Regions from separate parts of the Macaca mulatta genome. Here region 2 is linked to region 1. Evidence: chromatin contacts called from public Hi-C data. All regions are on one chromosome and are shown on one strand. Each heading gives the region's core, a stretch centred on a gene start, on an enhancer-like site or on the middle of the called end of the contact. The rest is flanking DNA. Distances are from core to core; before and after follow the strand shown. Region 1 holds the start of PIAS1 (protein inhibitor of activated STAT 1). Region 2 holds the start of CALML4 (calmodulin like 4).

Evidence for each region. Hi-C and Micro-C count contacts between places; a contact is called where the count stands out from the background.
Region 2: a contact with region 1 is called in a Hi-C map of liver, with 3 times the contacts expected there. The contact joins the promoter of CALML4 here to the promoter of PIAS1 in region 1. A contact is called at or near these places in 2 of 14 Hi-C or Micro-C datasets (fetal cortex germinal zone and liver).

The regions. Positions count from the first base shown.
Region 1 is chr7:45,605,090-45,610,918 of T2T-MMU8v2.0, forward strand. PIAS1 (protein inhibitor of activated STAT 1) reads left to right here and starts at 3,517. Exons shown (of 14, transcript NM_001266301.2): 1 at 3,517-3,550. The coding sequence starts at 3,527.
Region 2 is chr7:45,759,311-45,765,139 of T2T-MMU8v2.0, forward strand. CALML4 (calmodulin like 4) reads right to left here and starts at 3,279. Exons shown (of 6, transcript XM_015142552.3): 1 at 3,197-3,279; 2 at 3,138-3,195; 3 at 3,016-3,046. The coding sequence starts at 3,264. It overlaps CLN6 (CLN6 transmembrane ER protein), which reads right to left. Exons shown (of 8, transcript XM_077939628.1): 8 at 4,886-5,829.

The DNA of each region.
Region 1 (5,829 bases), core at 2,267-4,766:
GGTAAGGCATACTTTCGCAAACAAAAATTCAAACATTTGCTTTTCCTTCCTACTTAATTCCTCCAACATTTGTAAACTAATCATGAAGATTCTTATTTTTATGACAATATAGTTATTTGCATAAGTTCAATAAGAAGCTCTTCTCTTTAACAAAATACAACTGGAAATATTGGTTACATTACCAAAGCTTTGATTGCAGTGTCATATTGTATTAGTCTGTTCTCACGCTGCTACGAAGACATACCTGGGACTGGGTAATTTATAAAGAAAAGAGGTTTAATTGACTCAGTTCTGCATGGCTGGGAATGCCTCAGGAAACTTACAATCCTGGTAGAAGGTACCTCTTCACAGGGTGGCAGGAGAGAGAATGGTTGCCGAGCAAAGGGGGAAGCCCCTTATAAAACCATAAGATCTCCTGAGAACTCACTATCACAAGCACAGCATGGAGGGATTCCCGCCCCCCCACCCCGCCACCAGTGCTGTTCATTCATTCATTATCAATTGAATTGATAATGATTCAATTATATCCACCTAGTCCTGCCCTTGACACCTGGGAATTATTACAATTCAAGGTGACATTTGGTTGGTGACACAGGGCCAAACCATATCATTCATATATATATATTCATATATATATAGCAACATCATATTTTAAAATCTGCATAGAATCATAGAATGCCAATTTTCAAGGGTTCTCAGCCTTATAGTGAACAACAGTTGTCACTTTCAGGCAGGCCCAGAAACCTCAAGATATTAGATATTGCAGGCAAAGTCTGATGTCTGCCTTGGTTTGACTTCCTAACATCAAGAGGTTTTTAAAAGTCCAATCTGAGACTCGTCGTCACCATTTCCAGCAAAATAAATTTAAAACAAGCTTATGTGGTTATTCTTGCTGCACTTATGTAAATAATCAGGTCAAGTTTGAAACTAAAATCATTTAAAAAAACAAATTGGTCTTACTATGATTATCTTTGGTGGAAACGGGAATGACTGTAGAGAGAAAAATTATGTTTCTGATGAAAACTATAATACACCTGTTATTAGATTGCAGCTTTGTTCATTGTTTTTGAGTTTTTATCATATATCTATAGACTAGACTGGATCCTGATTTCTCATTGCCTTCAATATCTGACTACAATTCTCCAACCATGAACAAAAACTGCTAAGCTGAACAACTCGATATAAATTTCAAGGGATAAGTCCCATGCTTGATGAGGGAACCACACAGAGGGTTCGGCAGAACACCTGATGCCACAGCCAGAGACATTTAAACTGCAAACCAGGACGAGAAATTGCTGACATCATGTTGTGGACAGTGTTTTCCAAGACTGTCAGAAGAAGACTCGCTACCATAATAAGACTCTTTCCCTTCTTAATTTTTTCTTGCTTTTGCCCACCTGTTCCACTTGGCAGGATAATGCTGTAGTTAAAATTTCACAATCAGTTGTTTTTGTGGGCAAGTTGATAAAGTGTAACATGTCAAACCCAAACCTTTACAGGACCCAAGAGAGCTTTTATTCCACCTAGTGGGTAACTTTAGCAACATCCCTAATGCAACTGTTTGTTCAAATTTTACTAGTGGCCTCTTTTGTAGAGTTAGCACTCTTTGCTTCAATTTAACCAATTCCTGAGATGCTAGATGACAGAATGGCTACCTACTAACCAAACAGGGGGAAATCTGTGCTGTTGCTGACACTTGTTGTTGTACATAATCTGGTATTATAGAGACTCAGTTTCAAAAAGTTAGCAGGCTACTTGGTTAAAACAGGTAGATTTCTCATCTGGCTCATTCTTTGATCTATATGATTTTAGTTGGTTTGGTTTATGGCAACCCTAGCTAAGAAGCATACTCTGAACTCTTGGCATTGTCCACCTGATAGTCATAATTCTCAACTATGTTCTCTCAAAAAGTTTTAAATGTTTGTATACAGCCAACTGTTGAATGTCAAGTGGTCTCTCTTCACCTGCAATGACAGAAATGCATAATCGTGAGGACACTGTAATCTATAAATGATGTGTGGAGACTAGAAAACCAGAATGATGTTAAGTGAGGGTAGTGCTAACGCCCTCCGTCTTAGTGTCACAATTTCACCTAGGTTAATTGTTAAATAAAAATCACAGGATGCCATTGTTTTGAACCAAATTCCTGCATCAGGCCTCCAGACCAGACTAAAAATCAAAATGGTGTCACCCATGTTCACTAAAACAAAACTGAGTTATCTGGTTTTACAAAAAATCATGAGAGAGAGACCAATTTTCTTTTTTTTTTTTGAGACTGAGTCTGGCTCTGTCGCCCAGGCTGGAGTGCAGTGGCCGGATCTCAGCTCACTGCAAGCTCCGCCTCCCGGGTTCAGGCCATTCTCCTGCCTCAGCCTCCCGAGTAGCTGGGACCACAGGCGCCCGCCACCTCGCCCGGCTAGTTTTTTGTATTTTTTAGTAGAGACGGGGTTTCACCGTGTTAGCCAGGATAGTCTCGATCTCCTGACCTCGTGATCCGCCCGTCTCGGCCTCCCAAAGTGCTGGGATTACAGGCTTGAGCCACCGCGCCCGGCCCAGAAGGCTTTTAGTAGAGACAAAAAAGAATGAAATAATCCTTCCATCAAGTCTACTTAAATGTCAATTTAGTGGATAAAACTCTCCCAGAATTAAGTACATCTCCCAAACCCTTCTTCTTTCTCAATGGACCGTTTGCTCCCTTCTGGTACTCAAAAAATAACATTTGAAATTGTATCTTTGTTCGTTCACTTGTCTGATTCCCCATTAGAGAACTACAGAAGGGCAGGGACTTTGATTCCCCAATGTATATTTAGCCGTTAGCACAAAGCCAACAGATAGTCACTAAATACATTTTTTTAAAACAAAAATGTTAATGAACACCTTCAAAATTTTGTCTTACGCCACCTCGCAAAAATTCTTGTTTGTGCAAGTCACTTTTCCTTTCTGAGCTTTCATTTCTGAATCTATACCCTGGGAATTATCTCTTCCTTGCCTACCTCACCGCGTTATCAAGAGGAGGATCTGAGCCAATAATGCTAGAAATGCTTCATTAAGGGCCCCTTAAATGTAACGGATTTCTATTTTTAGCCCACTGGTAGCCTCGCAAGTAGCAGGTGCTGAAAAAGCCTTGCTTATTAGGGGTTGGAGGACAGCATTGTTTCTGTGACCGTAGGCGTCGAAGCTATGCAGAAGCGTTCCACGGACCGCGGAGAGATGGGGCTCAGGCCAGCATCCCTCTCGCCCCTGCCCTTCCCGGGAGGCGCTGGCCGAGAGAGGATGGGGGGGCTGGGAAGCCGAGGGGGTAGTAACTGTCAAACCTCGCCGCTTGGCGCCATTATTTAAATAGAACGTGCCTGTCTCGCAGTTGTACGTGTCCGGGGCGGGGCTTCCAGCGCCCTAAGCGGGGCGGAGGCCAGAGGCGGGCTGGGAAGGTGGAGGGGCGGGCCGGGGCGGGGCCAGGCCGGCTAGAGGGGCGGGTCTAGCGGCGGCCCCCGGCGAGGTTCACTGCGCTTGCGCTGACAGACGCAAGATGGCGGACAGTGCGGAACTAAAGGTAAAGCGCAGCTCGAATTCACTTCTAATATTCGGCCGCGGAGACGGCGCCTCTGGTGCCTGGGGGGATGGGTCCGACCCTGGGGGGCCGCTCGGGCCTGACTCCACCCGGGCCTGGAGTTGTAGGGAGAGAGGCGCGCCCGGTCTCAGCAGAGGGGGCCCGCCTGCGGCGGGCCGCGGGCCCCGGGTGCCTCGGGGGCGCTGACGGGTCGTCCCCGGCGTGTTATTGTTGTGGGCGCCTCTGGCGGGGGTGGCGGGGGAAGAGATAGGGAGTCGGGAGGTAGGGGCTGCAGCTGTCTCCTGGGCTCGGCTTTTTCACCTTCTAGTTAGCCTCCCCGCCCCCCATGGGGAGCTGGGGCTGGGGGCAGGGTGCTCTTGTAGGGGGGATTGGGAAAGCTCCCCGTGGCCGCTTCCTCTTCCTCCTTTGCAGTCCCGGGCTCCTGTCAGGCGCTCTTCTCAGACCCCCGGGAACTTGGCTCCGGCCGCCCCGCCCCTCCGTGGATCCCTGTCGCCCCCGCCCCGGACTCGGCTCTCCCCGGCTGCTCGCTTTCAGGAAGCGCCTGGGGTGCCCCGCTTGAGGGAAGCGCGATCCCGGGGCGATAGGGTGGGGATCTGGGGGGAGAAGCTCTGGTAAAGTTTAGCGAGCCCCGGGCCGGCATTGGGGTTCGGCTGAGAGGTAGCGGGGGAGAGTCAGCCTGGGCGGGACGTTACTCTCTCTCTGATTCCGGGCAGCCGAGGGGAGAAACCCCCTCGAAGAGTGTGTCTTTGGAAGCAGTGTTGGGAGAGGGGGATGTAGCTACCTCTCTCCCTTCTCTTGCCTTGGCTGGTGTGGAGGGTGAGAGGAGCCTTTGGGGGTCTCTGCACACACCATGATGGCGATGCTGTAGCTGATGGAGGTGAATGGTTCGTGTTTATATCCCCCCATTGCCTTTTGTTTGTAGGGACATCTTGCTGGCCATGTTGATTTGAACGAAATTCTCCCCTCATGCTACTCTAACCCCCGATAAATAGAACGTTCCTCTTAACTGTACCAATTACTCACGCCTCACGAAATTAGATGAAAGGGTGCCCCCTTTTCCCCGCTTTTCTCCCACCCCAATCTTTACCTGATGATGGCTTCTTTACCGAAGCAGATATACCACTACACAAGCAGTTGGGGGAGGGGGGGTGGAACCCTTATGATTGGATTGTGACAAATGGGGCTCCGCTTGAATAATTTTGGTTTAGTAGCAGGCAGTTCTTAACTAACGCGTATTATTTCGAGGCTCTGAACGCGATCTTCTCTGTGGCTTCCTGTGTGTGTGAACCCAGCAGCTGGTTATGTCTCGACCCAGAGAACTGACATCTCTGTCAGAGTGGAGATTGGGATATACAATTGTAAATCTTTGGAGAGAGTCTTCTTTTTATAATTAATACAAATTATTTAATTTTTTTCTCCGTTATAATGAAACGACAACTTCTAGAACAACCAAATGCCAGATTTGATTCTGTAGAGTTTTTCCTGTGGAATATCCTCACCGAAAGATCTTTTCTCCTAATAACTTCACAATGTTTACACTCCAAGATTTATGTATTAAAGTATTGGCTTTGAGTGTCATTCATTTAAAATGTACTTATAATTACAACTTTATTTAAGGGAGAGCAGATTTAGAATGGATGGTTTTGGGTTTTCTCCAGTTTCAAACTATTGACTGAAATGAGAAAGCCTTAGGAATTTGAATATTTGGAGATAGTTAACCCTTGAAATAAAAAAAAAAGCACACAACTTTAAGACATGTTTTCTATGATTTTTCTCTTATGATAGAGTCATCATGTTGCTGTGATCTTTGCCTTCTAATATTTATTTTGTTAGGAGTTCTTTTGAATGATAGCTAATCAGTTGTTATACATGGACCATAGAATAAAGCCGAAAAGCTTGTGCAGACTATATTGTCACTCTTGATGCTGTCCAAAGAAACTAGTATGGAAAGCACATGCTGAGAGATTTCCTTCTTTGTTCTTTCTCATTTTAAGAAAGTGCCTTTGGGGATGGATTAGAACCCTGGTGTGAGTCTTGTTAGGTAAAGTTTCTCTTTACGAAAGTGAACCAGTATCAGATAAACACCAAACACTTGAAGAAATGTTATTTTTCTAAAATTAGTCTCGTTTTTTGCTCTCTCCCAAATCTACTTGAGTTTTTCCAGAGGAAGTTTTTTTTTTCTACTTTTATGTTCCTGTTGTATAATTTTTCAAATTATAATAACTGTTTTGACATGTTGGTATGTCATTGTGTGTGTCTGA
Region 2 (5,829 bases), core at 2,029-4,528, 150 kb after region 1:
TTTGAGACCAGCCCAGACAATATAGTAAGACCTCATGTCTACAAAATATTTAAAAATATTTTGTGTGTGGTGCTGCGTGCCTGTAGTCCCAGCTGCTCAGGAGAGAGAGGGGGGAGAGTGCCTTGAGTCTGGGTGGTGAAGGTTGAAATGAGCGGAGATCATGCAATTGCACAGAGCAAGGCTCTGTCTCAAATAAATAAATTCCATCTGGCCACTTGATTACTACGAATGAGTTTTGCCAACTCTTTTTTTTTTTGAAAGAGTTTCACTCTTGTTGCCCAGGCTAGAGTGCAATGGCACGATTTTGGCTCATTGCAGCCTCCACTCCCAGATTCAAGCGATTCTCCTGCCTCGGCCGCCCATGGAGCTGGGATTACAGGCATGCACCATGCACCATCACGACCGGCTATTTATCTATTTATTTATTTTTTGAGATAGAATCTCATTCTTGTTGCCCAGGCTGGAGTGTAGTGGTTTGATCTCAGGTCACTGCAACCCCTGCCTTCTGGGTTCAGGTGATTCTCCTGCCTCAGCCTCTTGAGTAGCTGGGATTTCAGGCACCTGCCACCACACCCGGCTAAATTTTTTGTACTTTTAGTAGAGATGGGGTTTTGCCATGTTGGCAGGCTGGTCTCGAATTCCTGACCTCAGGTGATTTGCCCACCTTCGCCTCCCAAAGTACTGGGATTACAGGCGTGCACCACCACACCCACCAAGTTTTGTATTTTTAGTAGAGATGGGGTTTCACCATGTTGGCCAGGCTGGTTTTGAGCCCCTGACCTCAGGTGATCCACCCGCCTCGGCCTCCCCAAGTGCTGGGATTACAGACGTGAGCCACCATGCCCAGCCCAAGTTTTGCCAACTCTTATATCCATTGCCAACCTAGTTTTGATTCGACCATGATTTGACAAATGAAGCTGTATGCCAATGAGTGTGATTCTTTTTCCAATGAAAAATCTGATGTGATCTACTGTTAAACTATTTCTCACCCTTGTACCAAATACATTCATTAAATTGAAACTTATTTGAAATCACCAGCTCTACTGAGCACAATAGGGCTGTCTTTTTAACTTTTTGTATAGATAGATGTAGGGACTGAAACATTGTTTGATCCTACATTATTTAATAATGGCTGGCTTTAACATCCTGCTTGCAAAATTCCTAAAAAATGGCTCTTGCTAGCTGTAGTGAGCCAGCCCCAGCCTACATGTGGGTGACACCTGCCTGTGCCTGGCCCAGCGTCCAGCACGTAACTGACATTATCCCCCTCTGTCCCTGGCTCGCAGCAGCCTGGTGAGGTGGCATATGCCTACTTCACAGGTGAGAAAACCGAGGCTCAGGGTGATTAGGCTTCAGGTCTGCCGCCTCCAAAGCCCCTGTTCTTTCCACTTCGCTAGGCCATCCCGTCCAGTCTTTTACACACTCGTTAAACATTGGTGGCCACTTTCTTGGTGTCAGATACTGGGATACAAAGAGAAATTACCTTCTTCCCTTCTGAGAGCTTTGGCCATCCCAGGAGGGAGGGTCAGTGAGCCTTAAAACCAGGCATGGGTGGGAGGATGCTGAGGCTGAGAGCTGAACTCCAGCCCTCAGTCCACCATTCAGTATCACCTTTGGACCTGGACAAGAGGGTGCTGCCCCGGGCCCTGTGTTTTAAAAGTCCCTGCTCCTGCCCTGGCCCTCCTCTTGGGATAAAGAGTTTGAGGGGTCTACATGGAGGTGCCCACCTGGAGCTCACAATTCCTGCCCCTCTAGACCAAGCTCAGAATACCCAGAACTCTGGAACTCCTGGCCGGGTAACCCTAACCCCATTTGGCTGGGCTCTCAGGACCCTACCCTGGATCACAAGGGCCCAAGGTGCCTGTAATTTGTTGTTGTTGAGACAGAGTCTCACTCTGTCGCCCAGGCTGGAGTGCAGTGGCACGATCTTGGCTCACTGCAACCCCGCCTCCTGGGTTCAAGCGATTCTTCTGCCTCAGCCTCCTGAGCAGCTGGGAGTACAGGCACCCACCACCATGCCCAGCTAATTTTTGTATTTTTAGTAGAGACGGGGTTTCAACATATTGTCCAGGCTGGTCTCGAACTCCTGACCTCGTGATCTGCTCGCCTTGGCCTCCCAAAGTGCTGGGATTACAGGCGTGAGCCACCGCGCCCAGCCTTGGTACCTGTAATTTTAGCTCCAGTAGTCAGCGAAGGACTCACTGAGAAGGCGATGTTTCAGCAGAGACCTGGAGGAATAGGGATGCCTGGGGGGACTCTCAGGCCCATTGACGTCCACTGTTGGGACAGGTTCAGGGTCACAACCTCAAGCAGCAGCTGGCTGTGCCTCCTGGGCCTCTCCTGCCAGGTATAGGGGGGCTGCAGTCATGAGGCTCCCCTGGCTCAGGTCTGGGCCCCTGAGTTCTTTGTAACCCAACCCTTTGTGCTCTTGGCCTTGTGGAAATAGAACCTGCATGGTGTGAAACTGAAGCCTGGTCGAGGGCTGGCAGAGTAGGGGACCCAGGGAATGAAGTGCTCACACCCAAACCAGACTTGATGCCAGGGCAAAGGGGACTCAGTGGACCCCCTCCCATTTTACAGATAGGGAGACTGAGGCCCAGAGAGTAGACACATCCTGCTGGAGAGTGCAAACCTGGCCTCTGTTCTGTCTCAGTTACAAAGCCCCTCCTCTTTCCCTGCTGTCAGCCATACCTTTAATGGTCTCTCTCTCCATCCCCAGTCCCCTCAGTCCCCAAATCCAACTGGTCAGGCTCTGGAGGGAAACCTAGTGGGCTCTGTCTTAGCGCCCTGGCTTGTAAATCACACTGACACGTATAAAGCCACATTTCTATTTTGGAGGCTTACCCCCGACCCCCAGCCCACTGACGGCCGCCTCCCTGCAGCTCTTGGCCCCGTGGGTGGGCCCAGCTCTCGCCCAGCCACCTTCCTTCCCACCAAGAAAACATGAGCAGAGCAAACTGCCTAATGAGACCCATGTTTTGCTGAGTTGCTAATTAAAGAACAAACCCAACCTACCATTAATTTGGTCTTGGGAAAGAAACTTGGCCTGCAGCAGAGAAAGGAAAGCAGTCAGGGGAGGGCTCCACCTGAGGCTCACACCCCCAGCCCTGGCCAGGCCCACACAGACCCTCACTCACCATCCTGAGGCCCCGGCTGCCACCCGTGCGTTCACTGCTCCCAGAACCGCGTTCAGTTTCCTCCAGCCTCAAGTCTAAAGTCTGCCAAGCTGGGTGGAGGCCCGGGTAATAAATGCTCGGCTGCCATGGAGACCGGGCCCGACGCCACCAGGGTCAGATTCCAGCTTCCTGAGCACAGCTCAGGACCCGCCACCCGGGCAGGTTGGATTTTTGAGGAAACGGGGCTGCGGAAGGCTCTCCCAGGGCTCAGAGTCTCCGCCTCCAGAAGCCGCAGCAAAGGCACAAATGCCAGTTTCTTCCTGGGAGCCCTGGACTCCAGGAAGGGGTCTTCTCTCTCCTGGGACTCGGCGGGGACACCATCAAGCCCCGACTAGAGTTGGACACTTTACACCCTGGGTCGTACTGAAGGCTCCTCACACACCATCTTGGAGGAGGAAGGGAACCCTTCCAAGACGGCCCAACTCAGAGATGGGCACCAGGGCGCGCAGGCTTGGGGCTCGGTACTGCAGGGACACAAGCTTTGGTGCTCTCAGGCTGGGATTCAGTCCTCCCCGCCTGCTGACCTGCTGAGTGACTGGCAAGTCATTCTACCTCAGTGTGTGCCTCAGTTTCCTCACCAGCTGAATGACAGGGCCGTTGGCGAAATCAAGCGGCCAGCGCACAGCCGGTTCCCAGCCTGTGCCAGTTCACCTCCCGCCTTCTGGGGACTTCACAGGTCGGGGAGGGGCCTGGGCTGGGTCTCCAGCCCCACTGCAGGCTCCTCAGGGGCTTGGAGTGAGGCCTCTTAGTGCCAGTTACCCTGGCCAGGAAGGCTCCCCTTTTCTTCCTTCCTTTCCTCTCTCCACCCTCAGCCCCACCCCTTCCGCAGAAGCTGCTGATGCTCCCAAGTCCTCAGGGCTTCGTGCTGCTCCCCTCCCCCACATAGGAGGAAATGGGGGCACGGTGTGAGGCTTCCCCGGCTGCTTCCCCTTGAGATCCCATTTCCCTGTTTGGGGCGTGAGGTTTTTGTCCACAGCTGAGTCTATGGGGCTCTACACCCGAGGTCCGGCCCACAAGTAGGTGTGGCCGCACAGGTGTGCCCTACACAAGGGCCCCCAACCCAGGTGCGAGGGGTTGCTGGCCAGGGGCTGCACTGCCCATAGGAAGGGGGGCATCGTGCCAGTTTGCACACAGGCACAGGGACAGGAGGGGCTGCCTGTGCCCCATTCTCCCCTCCTCTCCCCTTTCCTGACTGCCTGTGTGGAAAGGGTGCTTTTCCCCCAAATCACATCCCCAGAGTCGCCTCTTTACACCTGTTTCTAGACCCACAGAATTTTAGCTGGGGACTCGACTCCTCCCTGTCAGAGTTGGAGGCCCCTGCTCCCTTCCCCCGGGGCAGGGATAGAGGAAAGGCTGCCTCTGTGCAGACGATGGAGAGAAGGACGTTAAGGAGTCACCTGGGCTCTGGAAGCCTGCAGGCGGCCAGGCCAACACAATCCCACCGAATCCCTCTGCCTGTGGGAAGGTGCTCCAGGAGAGATGAGGTGGCTCCTCGGAGTTAGGCCAGTGTGTGCTGGGGTGCCCTGGCCAACTCCCTCCTCACGTGTGTAGGTGTCCCCAGGGGATGCGGCACAGATGGAAAACATCGGCATGGGGCAATGGCTGCGTGGGGGTTCACGATACAGCAACTCACCACGCTGTGGGGCGCACCGTGTGTGCTACACCTCAGCACAAAAGGGAGAAAAGACAAAAACACCTCCAACAGCAACTGCAGCTGTGACTGTTTGCTTTATTCTTGAATCCCGGGTCCCCGTGGCTGGGGGTCCCTTCCCATCCCTGGGCACCACCATGACTTCCTGTGGGTCCCTTCCCTTCTGTCCCCGACTCTGTAGACCCCCCCATGGGAGGGGTCCTAGGTAGGGGAGGCTCCTCCTCCCTCCAAACCAGGGGTCATGCTGTCAAGGCAAAGCCTCTGGACCCAGCACCTTGTAAAGGCTTTGATGAGAGGAGCTCCAGCTTTTGCTCAGGGCCTTTGGCCCCACCACCCAGGAATGCAGGCGCTCAAAGCCTGTGGCCACAGTTCTTCTGGAGCGGGAGTGGGAGACAGAGCTTTGGGTAGAGGAGGGTCGCCTGGAGAGCTGGAATGCCAGGGGAGTTGGCGGTGCCTCTGGCTCCTGGGGGTCAGGCTGGCTCCACACCTCATAGGCCTGAGCCTGGGCAGGGTCTGGAGTGCACATAGCCCCTAGGCAGGGAGAGGGCAGTGACAGGACCAAGCCACTCATCTGTCCCAAAGCTGCCCCCAGGGGGTGTCAGCAACCCCAACCCACTGACCTACTTTGGGACCACAGGCCCATCTAGTGCAAATGAGGTCCAGACAGGAGAAATACTTTACTCAACAGCCACAGAGGCTGATGTAACCTATGTAATGTAGGGTCAGGGTAGGCCTGAGGGATGAGCCAGGTGGCGGGTGTGCGACACACCAGGTCCCCTCCTGGCCTCTGCCCCACCCAGCCCTCTCCTGCACAGCTACCAGAAGAACAGACCAGCCCCAGCAGGGAGAGTGTGGTCAGGTGCAGAGGAGGGCAGGGGCCCGGATCCTGGCCCAGAAACACTCTAAAACAGAATCCGATCCTGAGATGATCCAAATCAAACAGAAACTTGACGGAAATAGTAGAGTCTGAAAATGATGCACTCTACACACACATATACAAGA